2 separate regions of the Sus scrofa genome follow, and region 2 is linked to region 1. A link is a contact called in public HiChIP or PLAC-seq data. All regions are on one chromosome and are shown on one strand. Each heading gives the region's core, a stretch centred on a gene start, on an enhancer-like site or on the middle of the called end of the contact. The rest is flanking DNA. Distances are from core to core; before and after follow the strand shown.

What was found. HiChIP or PLAC-seq counts read pairs in DNA pulled down with a chosen protein or histone mark.
Region 2: a contact with region 1 is called in an H3K27ac HiChIP or PLAC-seq map of alveolar macrophages. The contact joins two enhancer-like sites. A contact is called at or near these places in 2 of 47 Hi-C or Micro-C datasets (embryonic fibroblasts and liver) and 2 of 2 datasets of contacts at active chromatin or transcription factors (alveolar macrophages and skeletal muscle).

What each region holds. Positions count from the first base shown.
Region 1 is chr2:47,276,726-47,284,025 of Sscrofa11.1, forward strand. All of the region lies in intron 1 of MICAL2 (F-actin-methionine sulfoxide oxidase MICAL2), which reads right to left. Among named protein-coding and RNA genes, the nearest start is that of MICAL2, 22 kb to the right of the region's middle. Within about 2 kb of position 3,031, at least 9 of the 83 cell types and tissues checked have an H3K27ac peak or open chromatin away from gene starts, as enhancers often do. A contact at or near this core is called in alveolar macrophages, where this site is marked.
Region 2 is chr2:47,342,606-47,349,905 of Sscrofa11.1, forward strand. No RefSeq gene overlaps it. Among named protein-coding and RNA genes, the nearest start is that of DKK3, 40 kb to the right of the region's middle. Within about 2 kb of position 2,741, at least 7 of the 83 cell types and tissues checked have an H3K27ac peak or open chromatin away from gene starts, as enhancers often do. A contact at or near this core is called in alveolar macrophages, where this site is marked.

The DNA of each region.
Region 1 (7,300 bases), core at 1,781-4,280:
CTGACCTGGGAACTTCCAGATGTCATGAGCATAGCCCTAAAAAAGCAAAAAAAAAAAAAAAAAAAAAAAAAAAAAAAAAAAAAATCCTAGAGGGCAAGAAGCACAACTAAGAAAGGCCCAATAAGAACTTCTCTCCCCACATTAGGCTTAGAACCCAGCTCCACAAGCAGGTATTTTTGCCAGCTCCCAGCCTGTGCTGCTGTGCTGACCTGTCAGGGCCAGATTCTAGCCTGAGCTCCAGGACACAGGGAATCTGAATGCTGCCATGTGCCCACAAGCATCGCCACCCTGGTGTTCAAGGTTCCCAGGAGGGAGAAGAGGGCATAGGTGAAAAGCACATAAGCACATAAGCTCCTCTTGGCAGAATCCCTATCTTATTGGACTTCATATTCCTGGGACATGGTGGGTACTTTCTCAATAATCTGAATTAAATGGAAGACTTCCACTTCAGGAACAGCCCTAGAGTTTGATAAATCGGGATTACGGTCCATCCTGGGGCCCCGGGTTTAGTCCCACCTTCGCCAGAAGGACCACTGGCCTGGTTGGCTCCTGGAAAGGCAGGCGGTGTCCCCTCCCCAAACAGCCTCTGCTTCGGCCCCCAGCATCCTTCTGCATCCTGGACGTGGCTCTGAGCTGCACCCCGCACCTCACGCCTGCTCCTCTCCCCGTGAAGCCACCATGCCGGCCTCCTCCACCTCCAGGTGCAGTTCCCTACCCCGCCTCCAGCACATCTGCGCTCAGGAACTGCTCCAAATGCCGAAAGCTACCATGCCCTCCCACTGTCTCAGTGCACCCCCAAGCCCAGCCCAGGCCTCCGAAATGAAGCAGAATTTAAGCAATTCTGATTGTTGGCTCAGCTCAAGCCCACCATCATGTGCTTTTTTGGAAGTAACAGGACCTGGAGGAGAGAGGATAAAAGCAGAACTGCAGACAGGTCTACTAGTTACATGGTCTCCTCCCCCACCCCTTCCTGAGGAGACGGGCAAAGGGGAAACGATGCAGGGGCTTTGAGGGGATGGTCACTCTGAACCTCCACACCAAGGCTGCCTGCAACAGGCAGGGGCCCCTGTGTGGTTACCTTCCCCCCTTGGAGTCAGTGGGCAACTTACTTAACTCTGATCTGAGGAGCCCCAGTCCCCTTATCTATAAAATGGAGATAATAGGAGTTTCCATCGTGGCTCAGTGGTTAACGAACCTGGCTAACATCCATGAGGACACAGGTTTGATCCTTGGCTCGTTCAGTGAGTTAAGGATCTGGCATTTCTGTGAGCTGTGGTGTAGGTCCCAGACAAGGCTTGGATCCCATGTTGCTGTGGCTGTAGTGTGGGCCGGTGGCTACAGCTCCGATTGGACCCCTAGCCTGGGAACCTCCATATGCCATGGGTGCAGCCCTAAAAACACAAAAATCAATCAATCAATAAAAATTTTAAAAATAAAATGGAGATAATAACCAATGACCACAGAGGATGATTTTGAAGACTGAGTGAAAGGTGAATTTGAACACGCTTGGCAAACCAGTCAGCACCATTAGAAACATCAGACATTTCCCACAGTCCTAGGAGGCTCAGCTTCAGGTCTGACTATTCAGCTGCAATAGAAATGGGACACTGGGAACCCATGCCATTTGGCAAACCTTCTGGGACAAGACACACGTCTCCAGGGATTTCAAAAACATATTAAGACCTACTTCCTAGTCTCTTGCCCTCACTCTCTGGTGAGGGGAAAGCTACATCCATATTTGCACAACAAGGCAAAACAAGAATGTGTTACTGGACGGATCACGCAAAGAGGATGGGACATTTTATTCTGGCCTCAGAGGTCAGGGGAAGCTTTTATAATAATGTGATAATAAGTATTAGCATAATATTAAGTCTTCATGAGTGCTTGCTATGGGCCAGGAAGTATTTACACGGCCTATCTCACTTAATTCTCATAAAAACCCTAGGAATGGGTTCAGAGATGACAAAAGTGAGACACAAAGAAATCCACTCCTCTCTTGGCGTCACACAGCTAGAAAATGGTGGAACTGGGATTTGCACCTGTTAGGCTCTTGCTCCCTAGTCGTGCCCCCCTTCTAGGCAGGAAGTGTCAAAGTAATGCACTTTTAATTTTTATTTTTTGTCTTTTGGGGCTGCACCCGTGGCATATGGAAGCTCCTAGGCTAGGGGTTGAATCGAAGCTGTAGCTGCCAACCTATGCCACAGCCATAGCAATGCCAGATCACAGCCCTGTCTGTAACCTACAACACAGCTCACGGCAACGCCGGATCCTTAACCCACTGAGTGAGGCCAGGAATTGAACCTGCATCCTCATGGATCCTAGTCAGGTTCGTTCACCACTGAGCCACAACGGGAACTCCTACCTCAATTCTATATTGTCTCTCTTTCCCCTTCCTAGAATAGAAGTCCCATATGTCAAGGAAGTTTACCCTAATTTTTTCCCCTGCTGCCACTGCAGCATTCTAGAACAGTTGTTGGAGCAGAGTAAGAACTCATAAATACCCACTGAAAGAATGAATCAATATACATTTTAAAGGCCTAAGAAAGTGTCCAAACAGAACAATGGTGGGAGTATGGCTAGCGTGCTTCTGATTTCCTCTCGGCTCCTCGGGACATTTCTGGAGGACAGGCTAGAGATGCCTTGATGAAAATGTCTAGGGGCCAAAGCCTTCCTCGGATTTACAAGAGTTCTCTATGAGACCCTGGACCCTCATCCTTCCATCCCTGTTCTGAAGCTTTACACACACACACACACACACAATCTATCATATTGAAGGCAGTCTGCATCTGCCCTAATCTCATCTCCCCTCTCTCACCTCCCTCTACTCACCTTCAAATCAGGCCATTTCCCAATTCTCCCGGCCATGACACCACTAGAGATACTCTCATCTTCCTCCCACTTGTCCATCTGCACTTCACCTACTCTTTTGAGATACAGATCTAAGAGAGCCGCCCCTGCCGCCTCCTCCTCCAGGAAGCTTTCCAGGCCCTCTCCAGACTTGAGAAAACACTGCTCACACCCACTGCTCTTTCCACCAGTCACATGAAAATTAGTCATGAACTACTTTGTGACTTGCCGTCTATGACTGAGCTGAACTGTTACCAAAATCTCCTCTTACTTAATCTTTTCAATCAAGTGTGTCTTGTTTTCCTAAGAATACAGTGAAAGCTTTGGGAAGAGAGGTTGGGCCTCAACTATATTGTCATTCCTATGGCACATGGCTTGAGGCACACAGTAGATGCTTCTTAGTTAGCTGCCCAACATAAGCAAGTCACCTACCCCATCAGGTCACTTCCTCAATTACAAAGTACCTGGACTGGCTTCTCCAAATGTCCTGATTTTTTTCCTCACGTTCTGCTCTGACCTTGGTTGTCTGCAAACCTAATCATGGACTTGTGTTTTCAAAGGGTGTTTGACCCATTCTAATCATGCTCCTTTGCACTGGGCAAAGGAAAGTACTAGAAAAGAAATGATCGGGAGTTCCCGTCGTGGCTCGATGGTTAATGAACCGACTAGGATCCATGAAGACACGGATTCAATCCCTGGCTTCACTCAGTGGATTGAGGATCTGGGCGTTACCGCAAGCTGTGGTGTAGGTCACACACACAGCTCGGATCTCGAGCTGCTGTGACTGTGGTGGAGGCTGGCGGCTACAGCTCCGATTCGACCCCTGGCTTGGGAACCTCCATATGCTGCGGGTGTGGCCCTAAAAAGACAAAAAAAGAAAAGAAATGATCTATAAAGTCCCACAGGTCTGAAAAAAGAAAAGACAAAGTTGTTCCAGGAAAACTCAGACACTCAGAGCGTTTCAATTTCCCGAAATAGGGGAGTTCAAAAGAAAGAGGTGGGGGGGGGGGACCCATGGTGTAAGATTGAGGTGATTCACCACAGAAAACCAACACTTGAGGCCCAGGTGCGCCTGCTGAGCACCAGCTCTAAGTAAACTGAGATTAGAAAGGCAGCAAATCTCAAGTTACTTCTGAGCTAGGAGACTTGAGAGTCAGGGAGGTGGGAGGAAGCCCTGTGGGCTACAGACCCTTTATGTGCTGGCCCACGCCAGCTCCAGGGGAGGGTTTCCAGGTGTCCCCACTGCCATGTAAATGGGCTTGGGTCATCCCACCTCATACCTGAGGAACTGGGCCCACCTGGCCGGAGAAGGCAGAGTACCGAATCAACCAGATGAGTCATCCTCTTTCCACGACTCGCAATCAGGACTCCCAGATTATCCACGCTTTTTAAATTTTAAATAGGAAAAGCATTCACTGGGTTCGGATATCAAAAAGCACAGACATATCCAAGAAACAAGCCCCTCCTACTCCTGGACCATCAACCTAGTCTGTTCCTGCTCTGAAACAGGTCGCCACAGTTATTAGCCACTTGTGTCTCATCCCTGATGATGTTTATGTCTATACACACATATATAAATATGTAGTCTTTACATTACAGATAGAAGACAGCACACATTTCCCTGTGCCCAGGTTTTATCTTTAAAGAAAAGGACTTGGATTGGGCAGGGGCAAACAACAATGAGGTAACCGTGTGAAAGGCCCAGGAAACAAAGATAAGGAATTCTTCTGGAGAACACATGTGTGAGGAGAGAAGGCCAAGGGAATGTTCTGGAGAACATGTGTATAAGAAGAGAAGATAGAGGGAATATTCTGAGCAGACAAGGTTAAGGGAATATTCTGAGGAGAGAGGGCAGAAGGAATATTTTGAGGAGAGAAGGCAGAGGGAATATTCTGAGGAGAAAAGGCTGAGGGAATAGTCTGAGCAGAGAAGGCTGAGGGAACATTCTGAGGAGAGAGGGCAGAGGGAATATTTTGAGGAGAAAAGGCAGAGGGAATATTCTGAGCAGAGAAGGTTGAGGGAATATTCTGAGGAGAAAAGGCTGACGGAATGTTCTGAGCAGAGAAGACAGAGGGAATATTCTGAGGAGACAGGGCAGAGGAAATATTCTGAGCAGTGAAGGCTGAGGGAATATTCTGAGGAGAAAAGGCTGAGGGAATATTCTGAGCAGAGAAGGCTGAGGGAATAGTCTGAGCAGAGAAGGATGAGGGAACATTCTGAGGAGAGAGGGCAGAGGGAATATTCTGAGGAGACAGGGCAGAGGGAATATTCTGAGGAGAAAAGGCTGAGGGAATATTCTGAGGAGAGAAGGCTGAGGAATATTCTGAGCAGAGAAGGCAGAGGGAATATTCTGAGGAGAAAAGGCTGAGGGAATATTCTGAGGAGCGAAGGCTGAGGGAATAGTCTGAGCAGAGAAGGATGAGGGAACATTCTGAGGAGAGAGGGCAGAGGGAATATTCTGAGGAGAACGGGCAGAGGGAATATTCTGAGGAGACAGGGCAGAGGGAATATTCTGAGGAGAAAGGCTGAGGGAATATTCTGAGCAGAGAAGACAGAGGGAATATTCTGAGAAGAGAAGGCTGAGGGAATATTCTGAGCAGTGAAGGCTGAGGGAATATTCTGAGGAGAAAAGGCTGAGGGAATATTCTGAGCAGAGAAGGCAGAGGGAACAGTCTGAGCAGAGAAGGCTGAGGGAACATTCTGAGGAGAGAGGGCAGAGGGAATATTTTGAGGAGAGAAGGCTGAGGGAATATTCTGAGGAGCGAAGGCTGAGGGAATAGTCTGAGCAGAGAAGGATGAGGGAACATTCTGAGGAGACAGGGCAGAGGGAATATTCTGAGGAGACAGGGCAGAGGGAATATTCTGAGGAGAAAAGGCTGAGGGAATATTCTGAGGAGAGAAGGCTGAGGAATATTCTGAGCAGAGAAGGCAGAGGGAATATTCTGAGGAGAAAAGGCTGAGGGAATATTCTGAGGAGCGAAGGCTGAGGGAATAGTCTGAGCAGAGAAGGATGAGGGAACATTCTGAGGAGAGAGGGCAGAGGGAATATTCTGAGGAGACAGGGCAGAGGGAATATTCTGAGGAGACAGGGCAGAGGGAATATTCTGAGGAGAAAAGGCTGAGGGAATATTCTGAGCAGAGAAGACAGAGGGAATATTCTGAGAAGAGAAGGCTGAGGGAATATTCTGAGCAGTGAAGGCTGAGGGAATATTCTGAGGAGAAAAGGCTGAGGGAATATTCTGAGCAGAGAAGGCAGAGGAACAGTCTGAGCAGAGAAGGCTGAGGGAACATTCTGAGGAGAGAGGGCAGAGGGAATATTTTGAGGAGAGAAGGTTGAGGGAATATTCTGAGCAGAGAAGGTTGAGGGAATATTCTGAGGAGAAAAGGCTGACGGAATGTTCTGAGCAGAGAAGACAGAGGGAATATTCTGAGGAGAAAAGGCTGAGGGAATATTCTGAGCAGAGAAGGCTGAGGGAATAGTCTGAGCAGAGAAGGATGAGGGAACATTCTGAGGAGAGAGGGCAGAGGGAAAATTCTGAGGAGAAAGGCTGAGGGAATATTCTGAGGAGCGAAGGCTGAGGGAATAGTCTGAGCAGAGAAGGATGAGGGAACATTCTGAGGAGAGGGCAGAGGAATATTCTGAGGAGACAGGCAGAGGAATATTCTGAGGAGACAGGCAGAGGGAATATTTGAGGAGAGGCGAGGGAATATTCTGAGAGAGAAGAGGGTACTGAGGAGGCTGAATATTCTGAGGGAGAAAAGGCTGAGGGAATATTCTGAGCAGAGGAGAGGACAGAGAGGAAGGCTGAACATTCTGAGGAGAGAGGCAGAGGAATATTTGAGGAGAAAAGGCAGAGGGAATATTCTGAGCAGAGAAGGTTGAGGGAATATTCTGAGGAGAAAAGGCTGACGGAATGTTCTGAGCAGAGAAGACAGAGGGAATATTCTGAGGAGACAGGAGAGGAATAGTCTGAGCAGAGAAGGATGAGGGAATAGTCTGAGAAGAGAAGGCTGAGGGAATATTCTGAGAAGAGAAGGCTGAGGGAATATTCTGAGGAGAAAAGGCTGAGGGAATATTCTGAGGAGAGAAGGCTGAGGGAATAGTCTGAGCAGAGAAGGATGAGGGAACATTCTGAGGAGAGGGCAGAGGGAATATTCTGAGGAGAACGGGCAGAGGGAATATTCTGAGGAGACAGGGCAGAGGGAATATTCTGAGGAGACAGGGCAGAGGAATATTCTGAGGAGACAGGGCAGAGGGAATATTCTGAGGAGAAAAGGCTGAGGGAATATTCTGAGGAGAGAAGGCTGAGGAATATTCTGAGCAGAGAAGGCAGAGAGAATATTCTGAGGAGACAGGGCAGAGGCAATATTCTGAGGAGACAGGGCAGAGGGAATATTCTGAGCAGAGAAGGCAGAGGGAATATTCTGAGGAGGGAAGGCTGAGGAGTAAAGG
Region 2 (7,300 bases), core at 1,491-3,990, 66 kb after region 1:
CCACGTGGTTTCCACGTGGTTTCCTCCTGGGTTCCCAGAGCGACCCACCAAGGAGGCAGAGTTCGGCTCAGTCCTCTTGTGCGCTTGGGTCCTGCCCCTGTGGCTGAAAGAGCCCCTGCGGCCAGTAGGTGGAGGGGCAGTCAGGAGGGATGTACCAGGGGGCCATCAGTGTGAGATGCTGCGCCAAGCTTGGGGGAGCTGAGCAGGTGCAGAGTCCCAGCCAGTTTGCTGACCTTCAGAAACTCACTCACGCAAAACCCTGGGGCACTCTGTTTTCTTTCCCTACTAGGCATTAAAACTGCTGAACTTTGACTTGCAGATTAACGCATGAAAATAATATGAATATTGTACATCAGTTTTCAAATGCAACTTCCCCCCTGTCAAATCTGATTGGTAGCCGCTCCTTAAGGGTCCAAGCCCCCCAGTGCCCTGCCCCTCCACCAAGTAAGCACTATCCTTGATGGAGAGAAAGAGCGGGTCCCCTTCTCTGTCCAGGGGCACCATGCCTTTCACCCTGCCTTCAGTCCCACACCTCTCACTTTGGTCCAGAGAATCTTGGGGGTGGGGGCAAAGTCAGTAGAGCCATTTGCCGCTCCCCCAAATCTGGGGGCCCCTACTTGCAGCTGCTTATAATTGGAAAAATTGAGCAAGGAGCAGAGTTGGAACTGGTTTAAACCATCAATCCTCAGTTACATCGATTGACTCATTTCCTACCTAAAAACTCTGCATGTGAAGAAGAGATCTAAATATTTGTTGGGGGGAGTTCCTGTCATGGCTCAGCGGTAACGAACCTGAGGAGTATCCATGAAGATGCAGGTTTGAACCCTGGCCTCATTCAGTGGGTTCAAGATCTAGCATTGCCATGAGCTTGGTATAGGGTGCAGACGCGGCTCGGAGCTGGTGTGGCTGTGGCTGTGGGGTAGGCCGGCAGCTGCAGCTCCGAATTCAGCCCCTAGCCTGGGAACTTCCAAATGCCATGGGTGCGGCCCTAAAAACATAGATAGATAGATAGATAGATAGATAGATAGATAGATAGATAGATAGATAGATAGATAGATAGATAGATAGATAGAGTGTTGGGGGAAGAGGGTTTCAAAATCGGCAAACTGTCAAGACTTGCTAAGGGTCTCGAAAGAGTTAGCCTAGCTTGTTGAGGGTCTGTGACCCATTAGAGCCCTTTGGAGGAGGATAGCTAGGGTGACACAGGTGATACCTGGAAGAAAGCTGAAAGAAACAGTGACATTCATCCTGGAAAGCATGAAGGGAGCCACTGTTTTCACATCCCTGGATGGCTCCGATGGGGAGGAGGAGTGGACTTATTCAGAAGGGGCCCTGCAAGTGAAGACAGGAAGGAAGGCCACATGGAGATAAAGGCAGCCAGCTGAGGAAGAGCCAATGGCCAAGAGCTTTGCAGGACGGGCTGTGGTGAGTTCCCCACCCCTGGAAGCATCCAAATATTTATTCTTTCATTTATTCTGCCAACATATACGTATGGCAGCCCAGCAATACTTTGAGGGCCAGACAGTTGAGATTCCTTCTGCCAGGGAGCTTTTATTTTAGTGGGGAAGACAAAAAGTTTATTAATTGTACAAAAAATTAAATAGGATCATGGGAGAGTACATTCTGGGTGTCTCCTTTGGAATGGGTCATAGGGTTGAATGCCAAGCAGGAGAACAGACTCTTAGCAAGGAAGGTACCCTGTTAAGGGAGCATCAGGTAAGGGGACCTTTGAAACTTCTCCATTCTGAATCCACCATCTCACTTACTACTACTGGCCCATGTGTTCCCTAACCACTACCGGGAGATCCTCCCCAGAAGGCGGATATGGCTGGAGGAAGAACCTTGACCTGAGCCCCCCATAGGTGTGTAACTGGGTCCGGGGGGTCCCAGGCACAGTGAGGAGGTGGCTTCCCCTGTTTCCACCTGCCACCTCCTTGCCTTCTGCCTGCCCCACAGGCTTGATTGCATAACTACTGGGCTTGGTTTTACAGCCTAGCACAGCATGGAGCTTGTAAATCTTCTCTCACATCATGAAATGCCAGCAATTTCACAGCCAGGGATTCCTGTTCTCCTAAAGTCCCCACACCAGCAGACTTGCATCTAAAAGTGTCCTCTGCACTGACAGATTGATGTCAGAGCTGCACTGGGGCCAAACACGGAGGCTGAGCACCCCTACCACCCTCACAGCTCCCCCAAAGCCCCCAGAACTGAAGGTCGTGATTGCCAGGTGCAATTGCTGGGGAGCACCCCTCAGGCGTGGCTCCCAGAGAGCAGAGGGACAGACATGGCAGCCCCACACGGGGAGCCGAGGCACATTTGTATTCAAGCCTGTTTGAGGGGGAAAACACACTTCTAAGCAATATGCACAGTTGTGTGTCACATCCACTTCACATACACATATATCGACACCCCAGCCCCCATATATAAACATCCACTTTTATTTATATTTGCCAGTGACTCTCAACCCTGGCTCCATCAGAGTGACCAATGGAGTTTTTGAAAGATAGGTTTATAGAGGGGAGAGGTCCCCACCCATGGAGATGCTGACCCAGTAGAATCTAGAATCTGGAAAGGAGCCCCTCTACATGTTCCACAGGTCAAGATTCACGGCTTAATTCATAAGTAAAACAGAAACCAAATGTGGACATTGTCATAGCCTTCTAAGATGGTTCCTAATGACCCCACCTCCTAGGACTCATGCACTTGTGTCATCTCTCCGCTTTGAGAGTGATTCAGCTCTATGAATAGAACAAGGAGCCAAAGATGGACTGTCACTTCTAAGACCAGGTCACAAATGGACTGTCTTCTGTATGGATGCCCTCCCTCCTTCGCCTCCTTTCTGGGAAGCTGGCTGCCATGCTGCGAGTTTCCCTACAGGGAGACTCCTGTGGCAAAGAGTTGATGTCCCCAACCAGCAGCTATTGAGGACCTGAGAGCTGCCAATAGCCACATGAGTGAGCCTGGAATCACATGCTCTCCGCATCAGCCTTGAGACGACAGCTGTCCCACTGACACCTTGATGGAAACCTTGTGAGGGATCCCCAAAGCAAGACACCCAGGAAATTTCTCCTAGGTTTCTGATCCACAGAAACTTTGAGATTATAAATGTGTGTTTTAAGTTACTAAGTTTGGGGGATATTTGTTAAGCAGCTATAGATAACCAATACACCCATATGGAACAAAACATTCATGGTGGCTTCTCTCCAACAATGGGATCATAAGCGATCTGAGTTTTCTTCCTTTTGCTCATCTATATTTTCTAATTTTTTTTTTGTCTTTTTGCCATTTCTTGGGCCGCTCCTGTGGCATATGGGAGGTTCCCAGGCTAGGGGTCTAATTGGAGCTGTAGCCGCCAGCCTACACCAGAGCCACAGCAACGCGGGATCCGAGCCAAGTCTGCGACCTACACCACAGCTCACGGCAACGCCGGATCCTTAACCCACTGAGCAAGGCCAGGGACCGAACCCTCAACCTCATGGTTCCTAGTCAGATTCGTTAACCACTGCGCCATGACGGGAACTCCCTATATTTTCTAATTTTTAAACTATTGCCATGGATTATATTCAAAATGAAAAAACAAACAAAAATCGTTTTTGAATAATGTTCAAAAAAACTTCTAGAGGGAAACATAGGAGAAAATCTCTGTGATCTTGTGTTAAACAAGTCACACACAAAAAAAGATGATCCAAAAAAGATAAAATGGATTATATCAAAATTAAAAACTTTTGCTCTCCAACAAACATCATTAAAAAATATGAAAGACGAGAGCCAGACTGGGAGAAATGATTTGTAAATCATATATCTGAGGAAGGACTTGTTTCCAGACTATATAAAGAACCATAAGAAGACAAATAACTCAATTTAAAAATGAGCAAAAGATTTGAATAGACATCTCTCCAGAGTAAGCATGTGAAAAAATGTTCAGCATCATTATTCATTAAGAAAATTTGGATTCAAACCACAAAGAGATACTGATGCAGACCTACTGGAATGGCTATAGTCAAAATGACAAGGGTGGGTAAGGATGTGAAAAGTGTAACCTTGATACATTGCCAGTGGGAATATAAAATGGTACAGTCACTGCAAACAGTTTGGTGGTTTCTTAAAAAGTTAAATATAAACTTACCATATGACTCATTCTTAGGTATCCACCTAAGAGAAATAGGTAACACATGTCCACACAGAGACTTGAAGGTAAATATTCATAGCAGTATTATTCTTAATAGGCAAAAATTGGAAATAATCCAAAATGTGGTATATGCATACAATGAGACATTACTCAGCAATAAAAAGGATCAAAGTCCTGGAGTTACCATTGTGGCTCAGCAAGTTAAGAACCCAACATTGTATCTGTGAGGATGCAGGTTTGATCCCTGGCCTCACGCAGTGGGTTAAGGATCCAGCATTGCTTCAAGCTGTGGTGTAGGTTGCAGATGTGGCTCAGATTCAGTGTTGTTGTTGCTGTGGTGTATGTGGGTGGCTGCAGCTCTGATTTGACCCCTAACCTGGGAACTTCCATATGCTGCAGGTTCTGTCCTAAAATATGGGGGGGGGGGAACAAAGTCCTAATTCATGCCACAAATCACTGGATCACAAAAACGGTATGGATCACAAAAAGCAGCCATGTAGACAGAGAGTACATACTGTATGATTCTGTTTACATGAAATGTCCAGAAAAGGCAAACCTATAGAGACAGAAATTATGTTAGTGGTTGTTTGCGGCTGGAGTGGGAGTGAGTTTGACAGTAAATGAACATGAAGAAATGTTTTGGGGTGACAAGCATGTTCTAAAATTGGATTGTGGGGATGATTGCAGGATTGTATAAATTTATTAAAAAATCACTGAATTATACACTTACAATGGGTGAGTTTTATGTTTTGAAAATGATATCTCAATGAAGCTGTAAAAATGTTATGTTTATAACCCTGAACCCAATAACTTCATGCCAAGGGCATAATCAGAAAGGTACACAAAGTCTTATGTCAAGTATGTCCGTGGCAGTGTTTTGTTTTTTAAGTTAATGAAAAACTAGGAAAAAACTCTTAGTGCTTAGTGACAGATAATGAATGCTTAGTAGATACATTTATCTACTTGAGAAAATAGTATGCAGCCATTAAAAATGGTATTTAAATAGAATTTTTAACAGCCTGGGGAAATGCTTAGGATAGAATATAAAAATTGTTCTTATAGCCAGATTTCTCCAAAAGGAAAAAGTGTGTGTGTGTGTGTGTGTATAAAGTCTTTTTAGGCTAGGGGCAAATTGGAGCTGTAGGTGCCGGCCAAAGCCACAGCCTCAGCAACACCAGATCCAAGCCTTGTCTGCAACCTACACCTCAGCTCATGGCATTCCTGGATCTTTTAACCCACTGAGCAGGGCCAGGGATCAAACCCACATCCTCATGGCTACTAGTAGGGTTCATTACAGCTGAGCCACGAAGGGAACTCCAAGAGTCTATATATAAATGCTCATTTTTAAATAGTTGAATTTGTTCTGTAGATGTATGTATATATACAGCATTACCAGATGCATATATGAGTAAATTTTTTTTCCTTTTGGACATTTATAAATAGGAAATTGCCAGTACCTAAAATTCATTTCTATTTTCTTCTTTCTCCTTCATTATCTTTTCTTTTCTTTCTTTTTTTAAAAAGGATATGTTCATTTTACAATCTAGGAAAATATTGTATAAAGGAAGGAAAGTAATGGCAGGTCCCTCCTTGGCTGGTCAGTCAGAGGAGAGGCTGAGGTTTCTTGAGGGAAGGGTATGCCTTGGCTCAATGAAATGATGTAAAGGGCTTATCAGCAGCTGCAGGTCCAAATGGCAGTGAGCACACCTGGAAACAGCTGTGTGAGTCCCATTCACTCCCTCGTGGACTCACAGCCTGTTAGAGATGCCAAAACAGGGCAGGGCTTGACACAAGATCACACTCATCATTAGCCAAGAGAAGGAGGCGCTCCTGCCATGAAGAGCCCCCCGGGGTTGGTGTCTTTGTCACTGCAAGGTCCTGGCAGGACAGGGAGCGATGACTTTAGAAAGAGTTGCAGGAGACTTAACAGAAATGGCTGGAAACCCAGGTGCACCAACTGTGGCATCATGGAGACAGTCTGAACTTCAGGGACAGAGAATCCAAGGATTTGAGTCCCGGCTCTGCTATGGAAGCCACGCTGCTTGGGATCTGGGACAAACTACTGATCTTTGCAGAATCTCGGCTTCCCGTCTGCAAAGGGAGGACAATTAGACTGCCCGCTTCCAAAGTGGAAATCTACATCACTGGTTAATAAGATGCAAAGAATAAAGGCCATGTTTTTGTTCTCAGGGGCTGCTGCAGCAAATTTTCACCATCTGGGTGATTTAAAGTGACGGAAAATTCTCTCAAGTTCTGGAGGTTAGAAGTCCAAAATCAAAGTGTTCCAGGGCCATGCTCTTGCCAGAGGTTCTGAAGAAGACCTCACCTGGCTTGTTCATGGCAGAATCTCAAGCATCTAGAACAGTAACTGGTATGTGATAGAGGCTGAATGGAATTTGTACAAAGAGTGAACTGGTTACTAATTAGGATGGTAGTAGACTCCTTTTTGTTTTGTTTTATGATAATCTTCTAAAATAAAAATGACACACATTCATTTTATAAAATATCAAAAACACATGTAAGCAGGATTTTCCGTTGTGGAGCAGTGGAAATGAATCTGACTAGTATCCATGAGGATGCAGGTTCAAATCCTGGCCCCACTCGGTGGGTTAAGGATCCAGCGTTGGTGAGAGCTGTGGTATAGGTAGCAGATGTGGCTTGGATCCCACGTTGCTGTGGCTGTGGTGTAGGCTGGCAGCTGTAGCTCCAATTTGAATCCTAGTCTGGGAAATTCCATATGCTGAGGCTACAGCCTTAAAAAGCAAAAAAACATTTCTCCAAAGAAGATATACAGATGGCCAACAAACACATGAAAAAATGCTCAACACCGCTGATTATAAGAGAAATGCAAATCAAAACTACCATGAGATACCACCTCACACCAGTCAGAATGGCCATCATTAATAAATCCACAAATAACAAGTGCTGGAGGGGCTGTGGAGAAAAGGGAACCCTCCTGCCCTGTTGGTGGGAATGTAAACTGGTACAGCCACTATGGAGAACAGTTTGGAGATACCTTAGAAATCTATACATAGAACTTCCATATGACCCCACAATCCCACTCTTGGGCATCTATCCAGACAAAACTCTACTTAAAAGAGACACATGCACCCGCATGTTCATTGCAGCCCTATTCACAATAGCCAGGACATGGAAACAACCCAAATGCCC